Regions from separate parts of the Mus musculus genome. Here region 2 is linked to region 1. A link is a contact called in public ChIA-PET data. All regions are on one chromosome and are shown on one strand. The core of a region is the stretch at or near the end of the contact, and the rest is flanking DNA. Distances in the headings are between cores, read along the strand shown. Region 1 overlaps Foxo1 (forkhead box O1). Region 2 has its middle 31 kb from the start of Gm30235.

Region 1 (7,542 bases), core at 1,476-3,975:
TAAGCACTGCTCTGTGAAGATTTCAGACACTCAAAGCAGAGAACAGAAGCAGTACATCTGCATGTGACTCAGCAGAAAATGCAGAGCTCAAACAGAGCTTTTTATAACACTCAAATTTCCATTGGTTTAAATACAGCCCAAAACTCTAATTTCCATGAACAGGAAAGTGGTGCTATGATTTTGTGGTCATTTTACATAAGGCAATACTAATTTAAAATATTTTAAGGGAAAATTAATGCCAAGTATGGTGTTTGACGGTGTAGAAACCACTCTTTCTAGTGCCATTAAAGACCTGCCTAGGGCAGGGAGGGACAGGGACAAGGCAGTAAAATGGCAGAACCACTTTGCAGCAGATGATTAAACACGTATCAGCATTTCCCAGAGAAAGTACCTGGAGAAGTCAATTCACCAACCAACCCCACAAAGGTCACTGGCGAAGCTGGGAAGAAGTGTTCAATGGGCACAAAGCTTGGGAAAACAAGATAAAAAGAGATCTGACAAAAGATGGTACTGACAGTCTCAAACCGATACGAAAAGTACTTAACTCTAGTGCACAGTACAACTCAAAATGGCTGATGGTGTATTTTTTGTGGCTATTACCACATTTTCTAAAGAAACCCCAGTCAGGCCCTACAGCACAGGACTGTAACACTTAGGGGCTGAGGCAGAGATGGCTACCAAGCCAGACCCCATTTCAAACAATCCAAAAAAAAACAAAAAACAAAAAAAAAAACAAACCAAACAAAAACAAAAACAAAAAACAAACAAAAATACAAAGGAACTACTGTAATAAAGAAATAAAGTACTTACTGTGGAAGTGCTAGATACTTAGTTCTGAGGGGTTCGCTTAGTCTTATAAACTATTCAGAATCTAAGACTTAGCAAGTTAACCCTCGGTCTACATTACAGGTATCTGACAAGTCTAGAAAGTGTGGCTCCACAGTTCTGTGATTTACAGTTAAGGAAGCTTCAGTTTCCTGTCAAGTTGTCCTAGGTAAAACTCACTTTAGAACGTTTCTAGTGACACCAGCTACACGGAGCTCAGCAATTTAAGTGGTTTCTGTCTAGAGAATTATGTAACTGACAGGTAATAATGGCTCGCTACATAACTAATATCAAACCTCACAAAGACATTAATAAATGAACAGTGCCATATTCAATAAAGTAAAGATACAAACCTAAGAAGCTGAAGGAAAAACAAGTATGTCATTTTAAACATAAAAACAAAGGTGGTTTTGGTCCCAATAAACACACACATACACACACACACATACACACAAACCCTCCCTTTATGGATTCAATGTCCATTCAACGTTTGCTAAAACCCAAGCCTCTACACCCAACTCATACCATTTATGACTCTTAACCAATTGGACATCTTCCTTGATGAGCATGTGGCATTATTCTGGCATACACCAGGGCTTAGCAGTGAAGAGCTCCTGCTCTTCTTTCAGAGGACTGGAGTGAAGTTTTGTTTCCAGCACAAGGAGGCAGTGCACAAGCACTCTCAAACTCCAAATTCAGGGGGCTACAATGCTCTCAGCAGGCTTCTGGGGATAGATACATCACAGACTTCACTTCCCGCTCAGGGTGGCTAACAGTGCTAAACGCCAATCCGATCCTGAGTGGTCAGGAGGACTCCCAGGCTGAGACCCTGCATGACCTAAGTGCAGAGAGGGAGCTGAGCAGCTACTCGGCCTCCCTCCCTCTCTGCTGAACCACAATGCTACCAGGTCCCCTAAGCTCCTGTTGTGATTTCCCCGCCTTGATGGAACTGTGAACCAAACAAACCATCCAGTAAGGGCCGTGTCAAGGTTACTGTTGTTAAACAGGGTCTCACATCATCATCCTGCCTGGCCTGGAACTCACTATGTAGACCACGCCGGTCTAGAACTCAGAGGTCAGCCTGCCTCTGTCTCTGAGATTATTAATCAGTGTTAGAGGGCAGTGCCCTGCTATTTTATGACAGCAAGAAAACAGCAAACAGACAATGAGAAAAATGCTGTTTCCAATACTGACTCCTTGGTTCTTCCTTCAAAAAAAAAAAAAAATAGCCATGTTAACTGAAGATAAAATGTTTCACAGGCTACTACGTCATCAGCAGCTTTGCAGGACCAACAATGCCAGCTCATGTAATAGGAAATCAATGGCGTGTTTCTAGTTAGAGCCATGACGTGTAGTGCACTACTACAGTCCACTGGGGGAGGAGAGGAGGATGCATGACCACACTGTCTCGGAAACCTTTCAGAAAACACACGACGGCTCAAGCTTGCAGTCCCAGGGCTCAGCTCAAAATCTGACTGTCAAACACTCCTGAAACGGTGACAAATACTGTCTGCTGTGACAATAGTGAAAACTCTTCACAGAAATCCTGGCACAGTATTTTACAGGGAAAAAACATCTGGATAATGTGATGGTCTAAGCAACCCTTTAATCTAGACATCTGACCTCTAATCACTGCCTTCTACAGTGGGGTCAGCTGGTCACTTCTGAGGAAGGGCTCTGAGCACAGCCTGTCAGGAGTGATGCTTCAGTGAATCCCTCACCACGACCCTTGCAGCCGCACGAGCAGCCCACAGTCACTGCTGCCCTCCCTGTCCTGGGTACCCAAGGATGCATGCCCCAGCAGCACGGGAGAAGCAGGGGCTCCAGCTAATCTCTGCCACACAAGGCACACAACCTTGGCAAGAACCAGGTTTGCTATCACGCTCCCTTCCGTAACCTGGCAGATGACGGTGGTACAAGTCTGCTGTGAGGATCATCTGCATAGAGCCCCAGTACACTGGCTGGCCTCAGAAGCTGAGCATTACAACAATGTTCAGACACTGTCTTAAGCACGAGATATGGATCAGTGCACACGTGAGACCACACGAGCCTCCCTCGTTGTTAGCCCACCTTAGGAGAAAACTGAAGCATAAAGAACAGAGCTTTGGGCCAGCGAGATGGCTTGGCAGATAAAGGCCCTCACTGTCAAGTCTTAGTTCAACCCCCAGTGGTGACCTGGTTGGAGAGAACAACCCCTCCAAGTTGCCCCACTCCACACAAACACTGTGGACACACACACATGCACACACATGTGGACGAACTGACACACAACTGAGTTAATCTAACTTATAAACGTTTAAAAGACAGAATCTCAAGCACAAGCAGAGGGCATCTGGATTCAAAACTCAAACGCAAAGGCAACAGCTCGTATTGGCCCCAGTGTACAATTCTAAAACAGTGCCTTCACTGGGGTTTCACCCTCAACCTTCTATCAAACATTAACCAACTCAAACCCCCCCCCCACCACCACCACCCCACACACACTGTCTCATGTTCAGTGATAAAAATAGCTTCCACATAGAAAACTCGTCTTACACACTATAGAACACATTTAGCACTTTATTCGATTCTAACTGAAACCCGCTGGTTGTTCCCACTTTTCACTGAGAAAAGCAATGTAGCTGGAGTCTGAGTAACACAGCTGCTAAGTGCTATGACGACCCATTCGTTGTGACTTACAAAACCCCAAACTGACTGTAACAGCTTTACAGGGAGAACTTTGAATGTGTAGTTAAAAATCAAAACTAAGACGTCTACGTGTGCAGTGGACATTACAAAGAGAGAGCAGTTTAGAAGCCCCGGGCGGAGGACATATAGGGGACAGCTCCTATTTTACCACCAGTAGTCTACCGACCAAAGATTCTGTCTACCCACTTTACTCTGGATTTTGAGAAAATTCTTAAAAATCAGGTCCAACTGCTCAGGTTGTAATCTCAGTACTAAAAATGCTGAGGCAGGAGGATGCCAAATCCCAAGCCAGAGAGACGGAAGTATATAATATTCAGACTAAAACACTATGCATAGAGAAAATCTGCCAGTTTAAACCTTAAACAAGAGAGACCTTTGAAAAAGTGGGAAAGGGGTAAATATAACAAGAAGATATTAAAAAAAAAGTTTAGAAAGTAATAAATTGGTTTAAACAGTTCCATTCTACTCTCTCTTATTTGGGGCTTGAGGGCTAGGAAAGGAATTAGGCAGCGCAAACAAATCCAAAGCAGGAGTCTGGACAAAGGAAGATTCAGAAAGTGGGGACGGCAGAGACTTCAGCTCTCTGACCCTCTGTGGCAGTCTACCCTTCATGGCTCTGTCTGGAGTTTAAGATCTAGGGTTCTACTTACTCCTCTAGTTTTAGGTGATGAGATTAGAGAACAAACCTGCAGGAGTCAAACCTCAAGTCATATTTGGGCTTGGTGGCAAGCCCCCCTCACCTGCTAAGCCAGCTCCCTCTTCTCTCTCCTGCCCCCAAAGAACAGACTTTACTTCAGAAAAAATTGAGTTATTTTACCTGAAGCAGAGTTTAGATAACTCCTAATTGTAGGAGGCTGGCTCTGTGGAATTCAACAGCATCTTTTGTTCATGTCACTAGATGCCAATACCAAACAACATCCTCCCAAGAAGCTAAGACAAACCAAAGACTCATGCACCAGGTAGAGGAACACAAAACCTAATTGGAAACTACTCACCTACTCTTCTGTAGACTGAGAACATAGACATACTTAAAGAGGTTTTGTTTTTTCATTTTTCCCTTCTATTTGAAAAGTCTACAATTAAAATAATAAGGACAAGAGCAACAGCAGCCTCCATCCTCCGTGGGAAGCCCATGTGATAACTTTCTGCAATCCCACAAGTGTTCTCATTTTAGACAGAGACCAAGAGTTGAATGTTAACTGGTTCAAGCTTAAGCTTATCAATTTTGGCTAGATTTTGTGACAATGCTTAAGGTTCTAACCATCACAGGACTTCTGTAAACAGAGCTCTTGAGCTTAAATAAACAGAAATCCTACTACTTTACAATTAAAACCACATCAATAAACATCTAGAAATGTGTATGCCAAAGGTACAAATTGTGTACTTCTATTAATCATTAGCTCAAGAAAAGGCAGTGAAGCACACACACATTTAACCCCAGACTCAGGAGGCAGAAGCAGGTGGATTTCTGTGAGGTCAAGGCCAGCCTGGTTATATAAGGAAAGTCCACCAGGCAAGTTCCAGGTCAGCCAGGGTTATATAAGGCAAATCTGTCTCAACAAAACAACCTGCGAGGAGATGGTGGCGCACACCTTTAGGTCCAGCACTCAGAGGCAGGCACATCTCTGTGTGTTTGAGTCCAGACTGAGAGTTCAAGGACAGCCAGGGCTACACAAAGAATCACTGTCTCAAAACAAATAAACAACTCAACAACCTTCACAAAACAAAACATAAAGGGTAAGGTTCGTGCCGGGCTGTGGTGGCGCACACCTTTAATCCCAGCACTTGGGAGGCAGAGGCAGGCAGATTTCTGAGTTCGAGGCCAGCCTGGAATACAAAGTGAGCTCCAGGACAGTCAGGACTATACAGAGAAACCCTGTCTCAGGGAAAAAAAAAAAAAAAAAAAAAAAAAAAACCAAAAACAGGTAAGGTACATAAAGTGGATACTTCATATAAGCAATGTTCTGTAGGATGACCCAAAAGAATGAACTACTGAGTCCTGAATTTTAGAAGTCTAGTCAGGAAAAATGGTGCTTGGGCAGGGCTCAGAGACAGGGTCCTACACACATCCAGATGAGACTGTGACACCAAGCAGTCACTTGCCCCAGAACCCCCACCCCCCCAACACACACACAGCTTTCAAAGCAAAACCAATAAACTTTTTAATCTAGGGAGACTCCCACCCAGTATATAGACCACACCTTATTCTAATACAAGGTGACTCTGGAACCTCCCAACCCCACCCAGGACCAGCCCAAGCGCAAGTCACTTAGAATATCTTGACCCTGACTTCCTATCCATGCAAAAGGAGACAGGACCGATGGATAAAGAAGAAATCAGTACTCAAATGGCAAGGAAAGCCAATACCTGTAGAACGCTAGACATGGATGTCAGCTGTATTCTGCCCTTATCCCTTAGAAGGGATGGTCTTCCCAAAGTTAAGTTCATTCCAAGAACAACGCTCTCTCTCTCATCTCTATGGGCTAATGTTTGTTACCATCTGCCAATCCTACAGCATCAGAAGGAATAAGCCCATCAGTGAGGGAATTACTCTTGCCCTACATTTGAGCAGTATCCATCTGGTGGTATAGAAACCATGAGTGTCCTTGAACCATGACTTTATTACCATCACCACAGATGAGTATTTCTCCTCAAAGAAAAGTCAGCAATCCAGAGCTTATTATATCAAAGCACTTTTTCATCTTTTGGCATCTAGTTAATGGTTTGGAATATAGCTCAGGGCCACAGTATCTACACACCAAGCATCAAGTCCTGTACTCAATCTTTAGCACCAATAAGGAAAACAAAGTAAGCAAAAAACAAACAAACAAAAAACCAACAACAAACTCTAGTTATTTAGCTGGAGAATCCAACGAATTTCTATTATCGGGTCCAACTGTAATGCCCAGGCCTGGAATCACTGCTACTGGGAAGGCTAAGACAGGACAATAATCAAAACCCAAGGCCAGTCTGGGGTACAGAGGACAGCTAGTCTGGGTGTTCACTGATTATCTATACTTTATTATGATCTTTCTTTTAACATTAAGTTCTAGCCTTTTCTCTAAAATTCCAAAGATAATTTGTCTTTCTGATACAGCAACCAAGTGGTCACAGTACTGCATACCACTACAGTTTACATGGTCTGTCTTGCTCGCTTACTAGGCTGCAGATTGAACCTAGGGCCTTCCCATGGTAGGCAAGCTCTCCACTACTGAACTACATACATCTCTAGCCCCTAACTCCACCCACTGGTTGAGATTAGATCTCAGCACACTGCCCAGGTTGGTCTCAAACTCCTGTGTTCAAGTGATATTCCTGCCTCAGCCTCAGGAAGGCAGGACTATACAGGCATAAATAATCTTCCTTTTTTTATACTTTCAGATATTCCTCAACCCAACAAAAATTCCTGTAAAACATAAAATCCAAGAAACAGGTGTAGTGAACAAGCAACTCCTCAGGAGACAGAGGCAGTTATACCTGTGAGGTCAAGAACAACCTGGACTACAGAGCTGAGTTCCAAACCAGGCTGGCCCACACACTAAGACCCTGTATAAAAACCCAACCAACAAATAGCAACAACAAAACCCTCAGGGGTGCAACAGTACCCTTACGCTACTTGTACAGAATTGAGAAGGTTAATCTGTGTGGTCTTGGTTATTCTTTTGGTTCTGATTTGTTTATATCTGAAAATGTTGCACAAAATCAGGAAGCCAGTAGACTCTTAGTTCCTTTGAACTCTATGCCCCAAAATTTTGGCTAATGCTAAAACGCATGATACATCCACACAGCCTCTTGGAATATCTCAACTTGTCCTACAATATTTCTCAGTATTAACCCACTTTACAGATTAGGATGTTCCTGCTGCTACTGCTGCTGCTGCTAACTGACTGTCAAAACATAAATCCAGAAACAGAGACCAAGACTTCTAATATTTACACAAAATTACAGCTCTGAGGGAAATTGAGAGTATTACAAAAAGCAAATGCTAGAGTGGATTCTGGTAGTTCTGTAGTGACCCTAACATAGGTT
Region 2 (7,542 bases), core at 2,337-4,836, 330 kb before region 1:
CTAGACAATTTCCTGGCTTGTCTCCCAATCCTACCACTTTCCCTCCTTTTTCTTACCTCGTTTTCATGATCGAGTCGCATAGCCATGTAGTTTCTTCTTCACTTTGAGTCTCTCTAGGAGGGAAGGTCGACAACCATTCTGCCTGAACTGACACAGAGCTGATGCTCTGGAAATAGGTGGCAAACCAAAGGATGGATGAAAGGTAATATATGAATCTATGGTAGCACATGGCAGAGGCAGAAGAGGAAAACAACATAAATGTGTATGTATCAGGTGAAATTAATTTTTAAAAAAAATTACCCCAAAGTACCCCATCTGGAAAGAAAAGACCCATAAACAGGGAGAGAAGTTCTTTCCACGTGTCCTGTGGCTTCATGCAGTTTACTACAGACAATCGCACCATGCCAAGTGTGTCAACTGAAAGTCGAGGTGAGAGCTATGAGGTGCTTTCCTTTCTGGCTCCCCAGCAGAATTTAAATACCACCGTTAGCTATTCACAACAGTAGGTTTCTCTTACAATAATATAGTGCTAAGAACACGGTTTAAAACAAGCATGTGAAAATTCAATCTAGAAATTGTTTACCAAGTTCCACTTCCTCTCGAGAACTCATCGCTGGAAGTTGATTTAATTTGTAAAATAACGTGTATTTATTCTTTAGCAACTTCACACATGTGTATAACATATTTTGGTCACATTCACTACCATCCCATTATCCTTTCTTAGCCCCCCTCCTATTCCTGCTGAACTCTTCTTCACAAATTTTCCTCCTATTTTTTTTTTTTGTGTGTCATTAAAGATTTGTTTTTAAAATTTTTTTAAGTGCTTGTATAAGACAGACTGAGGATACCCTCAGGGGTCAGAGGTGTCAGAACCCTAGAGCTGGAGTTTGGGGTGGTTTTGAACCACCACACATAGGTCTGGGAACTGATCTTGGGTCTTCTCCTAGAGAAGTATGTGCTACTAACCACTGAATCATCCCTCCAGCCTCTCGTGTCTTTTGTATGTGAGAGACAGAAACCCACTGAGCTCAGGGTTCATCCTATGGCCTTGGGTGATGGAGGGTTATTTAATGGAATATGGGCAACTTAACGTAGGGTACAATGCTGAAGAAAATTACTCCATTAGCTACCAATAGTTCCTCATGGGGGGAAGGGAGGCCTCGTGAACCCCACCCCCATTGCTGATGGGCTCGATGTTGTGCACATCTTATGCAGATAGCCACAGGTAATTGAGGTCCAGACCACAGCAACTGAGCCACGCCCAGAGGACAGCACTTCACAGCACTGGTCCCAGCCTTCAGCTCTTTCTTTCTGCCACCTCATCTGTGATAATCCCTGGGCTATGGAAGAAAGAGTACAGATGTCCTATTGAGGGCTGAGCACTCCAGTCACTTATCCTCAGGGCTTTGGCCAGTGATGGGTCTCTCATGATGACGAGTGAGTCTTGTACAGACACGGCGCTTTACGAACGAGTTCACTCAGACAGAACAAGATGGAGTTCCTCGTGTCTGCTCAGTGCTGTGCTCCACCCATCCCTCCAGCTCTTTATCTCAAAGCTTTCTATTATAGGCATTGATTTTTCACAGCACTCCTGCTAAGAAGACTCTATTACCTCCATTAAAATACAGAGTAAACCGAGAAGGCAAATTAAGTGACTTGCCAAGGCAAGAAATTAGCGGCTTCACTGGGTTCAAACAAAACCACTCATATTTCTGAGGCCTCTTGGTCAACTAGACACTAAGATTTCTCCGCTCTGTATATTAGGAAAGGGCCCAGGCTTCTAAGTGAGTACAACCTAGCCAGGTTCGAGCCCTCGCTCTACAATTTCCCGAGCAAGCTATTCCACTTCATTAAGTGCTTGCAATTTGGTGGTAATAAGAACACTTGTTTCATAAAATTGCTGAGAGGATTAAACATGATCACGTAAACGGGGTGGTTTCAAGGAATCTCATTATACACCTGGAAGGCTATATCCCTCACCTAGCCCCCTCTCCTCATAAGCGTTTCCTCGTTGCATCAGAAAATAAGAAGACACACCTGCAGCTGTGTGTTTAGCTTTACAGGATGACACACATACTCACAGATAAAGTCAGCTGTGGGAATATTATGACAGCTGAAAACATCCCTAGAAAAGCGGCTCATCAGTAATTATCCAATTCATTCACCCATCATTCGTTCACCAGCCCATATGCCCCCATTCATCTACCCAACTACCCACCCAACTCTCTGTCTGTCTGTCCAGCCATCTCTACTCATTCACTCATCCAGGAACTTGTTTATTCAAGCGTCAATCTATCTATCCACCCACTCACCATGTCCATTTGTGTTTAGTATGCACAGTAAGCACAATCATATTCACCACCAGCTACTCAGGCATAGAAGAAAGGAGGTGGAGACTGAGACCAAAGGTGTTAAATGTGTATATTTAGCACCTCCATAGATAGATAGATAGATAGATAGATAGATAGATAGATAGATAGATGATGGATAGATGGATAGGTGGGTGGGTGGATGAATGGATGGATGGATAGATAGATAGATAGATAGATAGATAGATAGATGATGGATGGATGGATAGGTGGGTGGGTGGACGGACAGACGGACAGACAGACAGAGACAGACAGACAGACTGACAGACAGGTGATGGATAGGTGGGTGGATGGATAGATAGATAGATAGATAGATAGATAGATAGATAGATGATGGGTGGGTGGGTAGGTAAATAGATAGATAGATAGATAGATAGATAGATAGATAGATCCTCCTGACTGCTACCTGTGTTAGCTCCAAGAATACCCTAATGAGCAGGTCAAGACTGGGCTTTCCCTTCATGTAACTTACAACCCAAATAAATCCTAAAACAAACCTCTCTTCCTATAAGACACCACTTCTTATGTCAACTACTATTTATTGAATACCTACTAAGTACAAAATGGACTTAAGTGCTGCCCACCAAGAAGACAGTATAGAGAGATAGAGTTTCACCATAACTGATGTTTCACATGCTCCCTACAGACAACTAACATCAGTAGTTTTCACCAGAGGGAGGACAGGGATGGTCAGAGGCATGGAAGAACTACAGCTGAGCAAGCGATGGAGCTCGTTCCTCTCACATCTGCAGCAGAACCCTTTGTCTCGGGGCTCTCTTTTTCTCCTGTTCTAGCATTGCTGCAAGCAAAAGCAGGGGCTAGCGGAAGTATGAAGACCAGGAGAGGCTGGGCTGCTGGGTCTCCCCGTGTTCCTGATAAGCATACTGTGCTTGTGGACATTGAGGGGTTATATGGGGGGATTATTTGGGGTCTTGGTTTTGTTTGTTTGTTTGTTTGTTTTGGGTTATTTTGGTTGGTGGTTTGGTTGGTTGGTTTTTTGAAGACAGGTTTTCTCTGTGTAGCCCTGGCTGTCCTGGTTCTGTAGACCAGACTGGCCTTGACCTTTGAAATCTGCCTGCCTCTGCCTCTGGAGAGCTGGGATTAAAGGCCTATGCCACCACCACCCAGCTGAGGTATTTTTGATAACTGCTCTCTTCTCTGTTAAGCAGGGCCAAACCTCTATTTGTCTACTTTCCATGAACCATAGTGAGGTCACAGCTAAGGTGTGTAAACAGTCTGCTTACGGCTATCAGATACTCCACGTCTGTGTGTCAGGCTTTGTATCCTGTCCCCTCTGTGAGATGTTGAACCAAGCAAGAAAGAAGGGATACAGTTATGTCTGAAATATCCTTCCCATCTACCTGGCTCCTGAACACCTATGTACCCTTCACCTCTTCACTCTGAAGTTGAAAGATAGAGAAGTCCTTCATGAGCCAAAGCTTCCCGGGTCCAGTGGGCAGCGTGCTCTACCCTGTTTCTAGTCTGTGCAGCATCCAGGGCTTTAGTTTCAGTTTCTTTTGTGGTAAAAGAATTGGAAATTGAGCTTTGTACTTGATAGACAACTGCTCCATCAAGGAATCATAGCCCCAGAGATTCTTAACTTTATTCTTAGTTATTGCTGCATCTTTCGCCCTGAGAAATGGCAACAGTGCACCAGGCAGGACTTTGTCTGATCATCTTTGTCCCAAAGCATTTAGCCTTATTTCTGACATAGAGCCATACTTCATGAGTATGCCAATAACAAGAGTAGCTTTTCATAGAGGAAGCACTCTCGGGTTAGCAATATCCTGTGTACTTTGTGTGCACCATTTGCTAAGCCCCACCCCCACCCCTCCAAAACAATGTTTTGAGCATTGCACTCTTATCTTCACTTTACAGGTGAAAACTCAAGTCACAGACTTGCCCCAGATGAAAACCTTATTCTCGTTTTGAGACCCTATCACCTTCGGCAAACTGTAGGTTAAACAGTCTGAGACGAGAGAAGTTATGATATTATTCTAAAGCCGGGAGGTTATTAAAAAACAAACAAACAAAACATTAGTCTAAGCCAGTGCTGAAGCAATGGGGTGTTCTTGTTTCTCCTGCCCTACAGAGGATCCCAGCCAAGCTGTGTGGGCTCACTGTTTTGCCCAGTTCATGACAAAGGATCACCTAATAAAATAACATAAAGTATAACCAGTGCTTTCTCACACTGGCTCCGAGGATAAGATTCCGTAGTCCAGATTTCACCCGTTAGCTTCCAGTGACCTTCCCACTGACCCCTTCCAGTTTCCATTCTTTAAGGCTCCTGTTGCAAGCTCACTGGGTAGCACTCACAGCAGGAGAGAAAAGACCTTCTGCTTTTCTGAGCGGTAAGTAACACTGGCCATTTCTACCCACTGCCTGCCTTCAAAATTCATCCCTTTGATAGTCACAAACCCAGAAATTTCATAACAAAACTGAGTGTGTGATATTCTTATTCATGGAAAAGGGTACAGCTATCCTACTGCATGCTTCACAGAAAAAAAAAAAAAAAAACAGCTGAAGAGTGGAAAGCATCGAACGAGGCGGCTCCCTGGAGCAAAGGTGTACAGTTTAAACAGTTACACAACCACTGCTGCAAACCAGAACATTCCGTACAGGCAGAAAAGGCTTAATTAGGCTGAACCAAGAGTCTAAGGTCATCTGATTCAGAACATTTCACAGTCTGAGCTGTAACATTAGCAACCTACAGGCCATCCCACCAGACCCCCATGGGCCCCAAATGGAAAGCATTTTGTTTCCTTCACCCAGGCTTAATTTAAGAAGACAGAGAGTTGTTTATGTGCTGTATATACATGTGTGTTTAGGGAGACCGTGTTTGAGTGTTCTGTGGGTGTCTGTGTCCAAATCAAAAGAAGCATATAAAAGATGGGAACACGTTATGGCAGCAAAGAAGTATTATCCCCCTAAGTCCCCTAGGATGGGACAATTGTCCCATAGTCTATAATTCATTTCTTCTTTTGTTCTTTAAGTTGTAATTCAAGAGAACAGCAATTCAGCATTGGGCTCCATCACAAGACACAAACCCACGAAAACCCACATGTCCTTCACCTGTACCTACTGTTACCACAACAGATGACCACAAACCTATTATCTTAAAACAATACAAATCTTCCAGATATGATGGTGCACACCTTTAATCCAAGTACTTGAGGGGCAGAAGCAAGCCAGTCTCTATGGGTTTGAGGATAGCCTAATCTACACAACAAGTTCTGGGCAAGTCAGGGTGACATAGTAAAATTGGTCTCAAAACCAATGCTATTATGCTGCATTCAGCGATTCAGAAATCCACAACTGGGTCCCTCGATTGAAAAATCCAAATGTGACATTGGTAAGGCTTGGCTCTGTCTGGAGGCTCCTGGTGACTCTCCATTTTTCAGACTTTCCAGCTTCTAGAGGCCACTTGCATACCTCCACTCCTGGTCCCCGGTGTTGAGTGACGCAGTATGCCTTGTTTTGCTGTTGCCTAAACTCTCCACACTCCCACCCCCCTCTTTCAACTCATACAGGCAAATGGGAGTGGGGGCAGTTTCCCTATTCCTGACTCAAAATCTTCCCCAGCACCTTCCAACACTCTTCACGATATCGAAGCTATCATACATCCCACTGCATTGTACCAAAATCCGAGGTCACGTGGTTTACAGGTTCTCTTTAAGGGCATTTTCTTCCCCTTCCACAGCCCCAGCCTGAACAGTTTTTACTTGTGTATCTGATCAGAGTGGATTCACACTTCTTTTATTCCATTGTTCCTCGTTAGACCCCTTGAGTATGCTTTAAGACATTTTCACATCCATGGCTTGTTTACCATTCTTAGGGATCTCCTGGATCCCTCTTCACCATGAGGGTATGTTCTCACTTCTTTAAATGCCTCCTTCCTAGACACCTCATTGTTGCGGGAAATATTAAAAATGACCGGCAAGTTCCCATGCTTCTCACAGTACACGGGGCACCATCGGGCCACACGGCTCCAGCCAGGTGATCTCAACTCAGCAGTCTCTCTGTGCCAGAGCTCTGGAGTTCCCTTGGCAGTTCACTGCCATGCCAGCACGACCGTCCACCCCGCAGTCAGCCACCCTCAATACCTAGCAACCTGGTGGAAACAAAACTCTTGAAGCTTATAATTAACCAGTCAGATTTATATATCACTAAATTCTCAATTCACAAGATGCCCACACAATAATTTCTGTGCCAATTGATAATGATACAAGCTGCCCACCTAGATTAGACAACTTACCCCAATTATTTTATCCCTATATATAATAACATATCTACCTGTGACTATTCAAAGCCACACTGGTTCTGAACCATCCTATCCGTCGTCCACCTTGCTTCCTCTCTCTCTCCTCCATCCTGTCTCTGCAACTCTTAGCTCTGCCTCCCTTTTCCCTGTCCAACCACAGGCCCTTCTGCTGCACTAATATTTAAACTAATTGGACAGGGAAAATCCTGCCACACCCCATTACCCAACGAAATTATCCATTATTTAAAACACATTAGTCTGACTTTTGATTTTGAACTAAAAGTATAATGTTCATAGGCTTAGGAGCAAATGGTCTGGCGTAAGTCGCCCGGACAGAGCCCAGAAGGGCACTTCTACCATAAGCTTCTGACCCACAGAATCTGTGCTTCATATCCAACACATCTTAGTCCCTACCAGTTCCTGGCCTACCAAACCGTGGCAGTTCCCTGATACATTTATTCCATTTGGAGAATGAGTTTTACCTAGCCTGGTTTCTAACCTCTGGATATGAGTAGTGAGTCAAATGATAGCATCCCTGAAATTTTGTCCTCACCCTATCCAGTGGTCCTCAAGCTTCCTAATGCTGGGACCCTTTAATACAGTTCCTCATGTTGTGGTGACCCCCCAACCACAGAATTATTTTGTTTCTACTTGATAAGTATAATTCTGCTACTGTTATGTAATCATAATATAAATATATGATATGCAGGCTGTCTGATATGCCACCCCCCCCCCAGAGAGTCTGGACCCACAATTTGAGAACTACTCCTAATCCCTTAATCCTGTAAATATGTCACCTTACTTAGTCTACGATGGGACCAAGGCTGAAGAGCTTGTGGTGGGAACAGTACCTTGGATAACTTGGGCATCCTGATGTAATCACAGAGGTCTTTCAAATGAGTGGAGCTTTCC

What was found. ChIA-PET counts read pairs in DNA pulled down with a chosen protein or histone mark.
Region 2: a contact with region 1 is called in an REV-ERBa ChIA-PET map of liver, with 6 times the contacts expected there. The contact joins two enhancer-like sites. A contact is called at or near these places in 3 of 39 promoter capture datasets (the C10 cell line, cranial neural crest and liver), 2 of 484 Hi-C or Micro-C datasets (liver and nephron progenitors) and 2 of 115 datasets of contacts at active chromatin or transcription factors (both in liver).

Annotation. Positions count from the first base shown.
Region 1 is chr3:52,288,429-52,295,970 of GRCm38.p6, reverse strand. The region is part of intron 1 of Foxo1 (forkhead box O1); the gene reads right to left. Among named protein-coding and RNA genes, the nearest start is that of Foxo1, 24 kb to the right of the region's middle. Within about 2 kb of position 2,725, at least 16 of the 459 cell types and tissues checked have an H3K27ac peak or open chromatin away from gene starts, as enhancers often do. A contact at or near this core is called in liver, where this site is marked.
Region 2 is chr3:52,615,040-52,622,581 of GRCm38.p6, reverse strand. No RefSeq gene overlaps it. Among named protein-coding and RNA genes, the nearest start is that of Gm30235, 31 kb to the left of the region's middle. Within about 2 kb of position 3,586, at least 38 of the 459 cell types and tissues checked have an H3K27ac peak or open chromatin away from gene starts, as enhancers often do. A contact at or near this core is called in liver, where this site is marked.